Linked DNA regions of Mus musculus: region 2 is linked to region 1. Evidence: chromatin contacts called from public HiChIP or PLAC-seq data. All regions are on one chromosome and are shown on one strand. The core of a region is the stretch at or near the end of the contact, and the rest is flanking DNA. Distances in the headings are between cores, read along the strand shown. Region 1 has its middle 30 kb from the start of Gm6639. Region 2 overlaps Mccc1 (methylcrotonoyl-Coenzyme A carboxylase 1 (alpha)).

Region 1 (2,750 bases), core at 64-2,563:
TGTGTCAAATTAGTTCTTGAGCCCAGCAGGGAAGCATGAGAAGGCAGTGATAAAATTCTGCTTTTCCGACTCAAAACATTATTTGAATTCATCCCATTATGTGTTGCCTCAAAGACATACAGTTAAAAAAAAATTGAAACACTGAAATTAATGACTGATATATTTAATTTTGAGATTTATTTTTTAATAATGTGTATGTGGGGGAGGATGTGGTGGTGCCCATGATGGGTAGTAGCATCAGACCTTCCTGGGGCTTACAGATGGTGTGGGTGCTGGGAACTGAATTCCTACCCTCTACAACAACAGTATACAGTTTACTGCTGAGCCCACTCTCTGGTGGCATATAGGCTGATTTCTGATTAAGCAAATAAAGTAACCACATACTTTCCTTCTTATTTAAATCCTGACAATACCACTAAATGAAGAAAAATGAATATCTGTAGGAAGGAAGAAAATGCTGGGAAGATAGATGACTTAGATGATGGGAAAGAGGATCTAAGTTCAAGCTCCCAGAAGCCACTTGGAAAAGCCCTGTATGGCAGCACACACTGTAACCCAGTTGAGGCTGTAGTGACAGGAGGAATCCTGGCTTGCAAGCCAGCTAGTCTACACAAATCAAAAGGCCTCAGGTTCAGTGAGAAACCCTGTCTCAAAAATAAGATGGTACTGGCCTTGGTGGTACACATCTTTAACCCCAGAATTTAAGAAGCTGAGGTAGGAGGATTTCTGAATTTCAAGACATCACGGTCTATATAGAAAGACCCTGTCTTAAATAAAAAATTAAGAGGAAAAATAACTGAGAAAGAGGGTACAAAGAAGGAGGGGAAGGAAGAGGAAGAGAAAGAGAAAAAATAACAACAGTAAAAGAGACTAGAAGGGGTATCAGTAGGTGTAACAAGCAGAGTATCTCATCCAAGGAAAAAGAGCTACCGGAACTGAAGAGATCCCTGACAGGAGGAACCTAACTGGACCTGCTGAACCACTGAGAAACTTAGGACTTGGAAGCACCACGGGCCACACAGGGTGGAGATGCTAGCTTTGAATATATTAAGGCAGCAAACTGATTGAAAAACCCAAGTGGAGCATGGACCTCTACCCAAACGTGGCTCCCTGAAACAGAAGCTCCTATGCCGAGTTTGCTTTCATACTGTTCACTTAAAAAACACCGAGCAGGTGGAACTGGGCAGGGCATGGAGCTCTGTGAAGCTTTGGTTCAGTCTCCAGCAGGAAATAAAATTAAACCAAACCCCACAGGGGTTCCCTGAGGAAACTAACTGGGTATCATCTCTCAACACTGGCAATCAATCTGCCCCAAAGGAGATGAGAAAGGGGAACACACTCTCCACGAGGAAACAGCACCCTGCCTAGGGGAAATGCATGACCCAGTAAATCATTTAAAAGATTATGAGAGACTTTTTTGTCACTCAATTGTGCAACTCTTGAGCATTGACTTTGCAGGTGACAGGGTTGTGTTACAGAGCCAAGAGGGTGGACATGCCTGTGAGTGGCACCTGGCCCTTTGCTCTTTACAGCCTCCAAAACATTCCTTGTGCTGTCTTTCTGGGTCCCTTCCTTTGTCTCCAAATCAGGATCACACCTGGCCAATGTGAGCTCTTGCCCTCCTCTCTATCACATTTCCTCTCTTCCTTTAGGAAGATTTGGATTGCATTTGGGGTTCATCTGGGTCATCCAAGTTATGTTTGGGGTAGAAGGAGACAATACAGGGCTTTTTTGTAACTCGACACCCTGGCTCCTTGTCCTATTTCACAATGCTTATTACCGACCTAATGGGGACAGGTCTCAATCTTGCCTGTGATTAGCTGGAGAAGAAGCTTTGCTTGCCATCCAATCCCAGTGAAGCATGCTCTGAAAAGATGCTTCAGCAAAACGCATCACTCCTCGATTGGCCCTCTCTTCGGCTCTCAGAAGATCACTGTTCTGTGCTGTGTTTAGCAAGATTCAGAACTCAGGAGCTTGAGGCTGACATCCAAAGAGTAGATGCAAAAAGCTTGCATTCCCCACCTATCAAATGAATAAAATCAAGAACAAGAAACTCTCACAGGTCCAGATTAAGGGAAAACCATAGGACTCACAAACCTGATTATTTTCTCTATTAAAACAAGAGATCTTTGAGACTGCATTTCCCTCTGCCTACATTTAATTTTTTAAGTGTCTTCAAACAACCCAACAACATGGGGCCCAGGTCCTCTTTGCACCTTCAAAGGACTATTAGCCTGCCTCACAGTTAATTACATATGTTCTTACTGTTTTCTATACATTGTAGGTGTCTATAGGCATGGGAAGCAGGGCATTAGCTCAAATCCCCACCTCTAGCCCTACCTTAGCCAAACTGTAAATCAATTTACTTTCAACTTCTTTCCTGATGTTTTTCAAAATACAGAGAAACTGTGTGACAAATTTAACAAATCTAAATGTCCACTAAGAATAACAATCAAGGCAGCTCTGTAGACAAAGGAGAAAGAGGCAAATGACGCAAGTTTGAGACTGGTGCCCCCACCGGGAAATAGTCAGACAAGACACCATGTGACTGCATAGAAGTTCAAAACGAAACAATGCTTGGCAACACTGACTGGTGCAACATGGATACTCAGCTTCCTTACAACAGCATCTTCATATGACCAGCCTCCTACAGAAGGATGTTCCTGTCAGGGAGCTCTTGGCATAACACCCCAGACCCATGCAAGAGGCAGTAATCCCTACCGCTAGGGAAAAATCTCCATCCGTTCCCA
Region 2 (2,750 bases), core at 116-2,615, 270 kb after region 1:
TATTCATTTAAATCTTATGTTTTTCTTTCCAATTTCCAACATATTTGTATAGAAGTCTGTGTCTGTTCTTTGTAAATACGCTGTTGGAACTGAAGTGAAATAGGTTACGTAGCAGTATTTGTACACTAGTTCTCATCTCTCGTAAGTTAAACATGACACTGACTCTACATTCCAAGCTACTAAAACAGCTGTTTGAATATCTGTAAAATCTTAGGGTATAAAAGTTTTTGTCTAAAAGTTCAAAACAACACGTTTACTCCCATGAACCAAACAGGATAAAATTACTAGTCATCATGGAACAAGAAAGAGTCCCCCCCACTGGAGAGGCACTGATATGAAGCATGGTGTACATGTCTTGAAGTGAGTAGAGTTCCCATGGCTCTGTGAAGCTTACATAGAGGAAACTACTGTGTCTCAAAGTGCTGGATATTACTGGTCTATTCATTCTGTAGAATTTGAAATCTTTCAGCTCATATTAAAAGTGATATATTAGATTTACTGAATTAGTAGCTAAATCCTTACATTTTTAACACCCTTTAAAAGAGCCAACCAAGATGGCCCAGGGATTGGCGCCTGCTACGAAGCCTGATGACCTGAGTCTCATGTTTGAGCCCCAGGCGCCTACATTGGAAATGGTACCAACTCCTGTGAACTGTCTTCTGACTTCTACACGGACTCTGTGACCCATGCGTGAGCCCACACACACACATAGACAACAAGAACTCTCCAGCATCTCAGCTTGCTATAGACTTCTTTTAATTAAGGGCTAGTGTAAGCTTTCCTCTGCAGCTTCCTACACAATGACTCAATCTCTTTGGGCTTTCTCACAGCCATTCAGAGAGCCTGTAAAACCTTCACATTAGGACCACGATGCTATCTGGCTTTTAAAATAATTTCCCCCTTCATGAGTATGGAGTAGAGTTCTCTAGAAGGCACTGGACCTTAGAAAATGCTATACTTTATGATGACTAGTGAAAATGGGTACTGCCGTGATCTTAGGTCTTTTTCTAATCATCCAATAACTCAACAGCAACAACAAAATAGTTGGATTAAAATATAGAAAGGCAAAGGTAACAGAGAGAAATTTTCCCAAGAAGACATACCAGTGGCCAGTAAGTACACACACACACACACACACACACACACACACACCAGTGAAAGAAAAGAAAAAAAAAAAACCAGCCATTATCCTTAAGACATTTATGAATCAAAGCATCAACATCTTGCCACTTCACACCAATTAAGATGGTTGTCATTCAACAAGAAAGGAGGGAAATCACAAGTGCTCTGGCCAGGGTGTAGACACAGTCCTGGGCACTGCTCGTGAGAATGCAGAAAGGTGCAGTTGCTACAGGAAACTACTGTAGTTCCTCAAAAATGAAAAACCGAATTACTGCATGATGTAGCAATTCTACTTTTAGATACATACTCAAAACTTTAGAACAACTTTGAAGAACTATCTGTGCACACCCATGGCTAGCAGCATTTTTTACAACAGCCAAAAGTCAGAAAGAACCCTTCTGCAGCCACACATGAATGGATAAGGAGAAGACAGTGCATGAAAATTATCCACTTCCAAAGGAAGTTCTGATCCTTGAAGACATGATACAAAAGTGAAATGTGCCAGTCACAAAAAGGCAAATATTAAATTATTCCATGTCTATCAGGTGCCTACAGCATTAAACTCTCAGAGACAGAAAGCAGTACAGTGGTCCTCAGGAACACAGGGGAAGAGACTGTAGCCCAATGGTTCTCAACCTTCCTAACGCTGCGACTCTTTAATACTGTCCCCCATGCTGTGCTGACCCCAACCATAAAGTCATTTTTGTTGCTACCTCATAACTGTAACTTTGCTACTGTTACGGATGGTAACGCACATGCATATCTATGTTTTCTGATGGACCCCTGTGAAATGGGTCACGGCCCCCAAATTGAGAATCGCTGCTGTCGGTGCTTACAAGGCAGAGTTTTAGCTTCAGAAGATAAGAACAGCACCTCATGTCACACGAACCACCTTCTAAACATTTGTGTTTATGCCAGTACATCAGTGCTACTCTCGGCTGTGGGTGGAGATGCTTCCTTCTGCAATGGCCGATGGCTGATGCAGAGACGTACAAGTGGTCAGCGTGCTGAGAATAAGAGGGGAGAGTGCGAGTGTGCACCCTCAGATGGGTACCTATCTCACCCTCTCCAAAGCCCAGCATTGAGGAAGAGGAGGTGCAAAGAACATAAGATAACAGAGGAGGGGGTGTGCTGTAAACACGGAACGCCCAGACACAGGTGTTTGTAATCAGGGGCACACAGTAACCTTGCACACCTGCACAAGGCCTGCATGAGACCAGGCTCTTCAGCATTCTATTCTGGATGGGGTGGGGCCTTATGGAGGAGGAAGGGAAACAGAAAGAGGAGGAGGAAGAGGGGCCATTGGCAGTTAATGGTTGCCAGGGAAGGGTATCGTTTTCTTAAGTTGTGTAACTAGTAAGGAGTTGCCCATGGCCAGCAAACAGCTCCCTACCCGTGCTCACACAAGCAGCCCTAACTCTGGGTTTGAATAAAGTCATGAAGGTTGGAGGCCTAGCTGAGGATAGGTGAGGGGTAAGAGGGCAATGGAAGATGGAATGTGTTCCCAGTACATTGTATTTATGAGATAAACTCTCAGAAAGAGAGGAAGAAAGGAAAGTTTTTGTAATTTTAAACAGGTGGTGACAGTTACACAATGTGAATGTATTTGTGCCACTAAGCCACACACC

The links. HiChIP or PLAC-seq counts read pairs in DNA pulled down with a chosen protein or histone mark.
Region 2: a contact with region 1 is called in an H3K27ac HiChIP or PLAC-seq map of acute myeloid leukemia, with 7 times the contacts expected there. The contact joins two enhancer-like sites. A contact is called at or near these places in 1 of 39 promoter capture datasets (embryonic stem cells), 6 of 15 datasets of contacts at CTCF or cohesin (the G1E-ER4 cell line, embryonic stem cells, large pre-B cells and 2 more), 172 of 484 Hi-C or Micro-C datasets (the 63-12 cell line, the AML12 cell line, the AtT-20 cell line and 82 more), 18 of 115 datasets of contacts at active chromatin or transcription factors (the HPC-7 cell line, Th17 cells, acute myeloid leukemia and 7 more) and 4 of 9 other capture datasets (adipose tissue, embryonic stem cells, liver and 1 more).

What each region holds. Positions count from the first base shown.
Region 1 is chr3:35,694,733-35,697,482 of GRCm38.p6, forward strand. No RefSeq gene overlaps it. Among named protein-coding and RNA genes, the nearest start is that of Gm6639, 30 kb to the left of the region's middle. Within about 2 kb of position 1,314, at least 4 of the 459 cell types and tissues checked have an H3K27ac peak or open chromatin away from gene starts, as enhancers often do. A contact at or near this core is called in acute myeloid leukemia, where this site is marked.
Region 2 is chr3:35,965,291-35,968,040 of GRCm38.p6, forward strand. The region is part of intron 15 of Mccc1 (methylcrotonoyl-Coenzyme A carboxylase 1 (alpha)); the gene reads right to left. Among named protein-coding and RNA genes, the nearest start is that of Mccc1os, 33 kb to the right of the region's middle. Within about 2 kb of position 1,366, at least 33 of the 459 cell types and tissues checked have an H3K27ac peak or open chromatin away from gene starts, as enhancers often do. A contact at or near this core is called in acute myeloid leukemia, where this site is marked.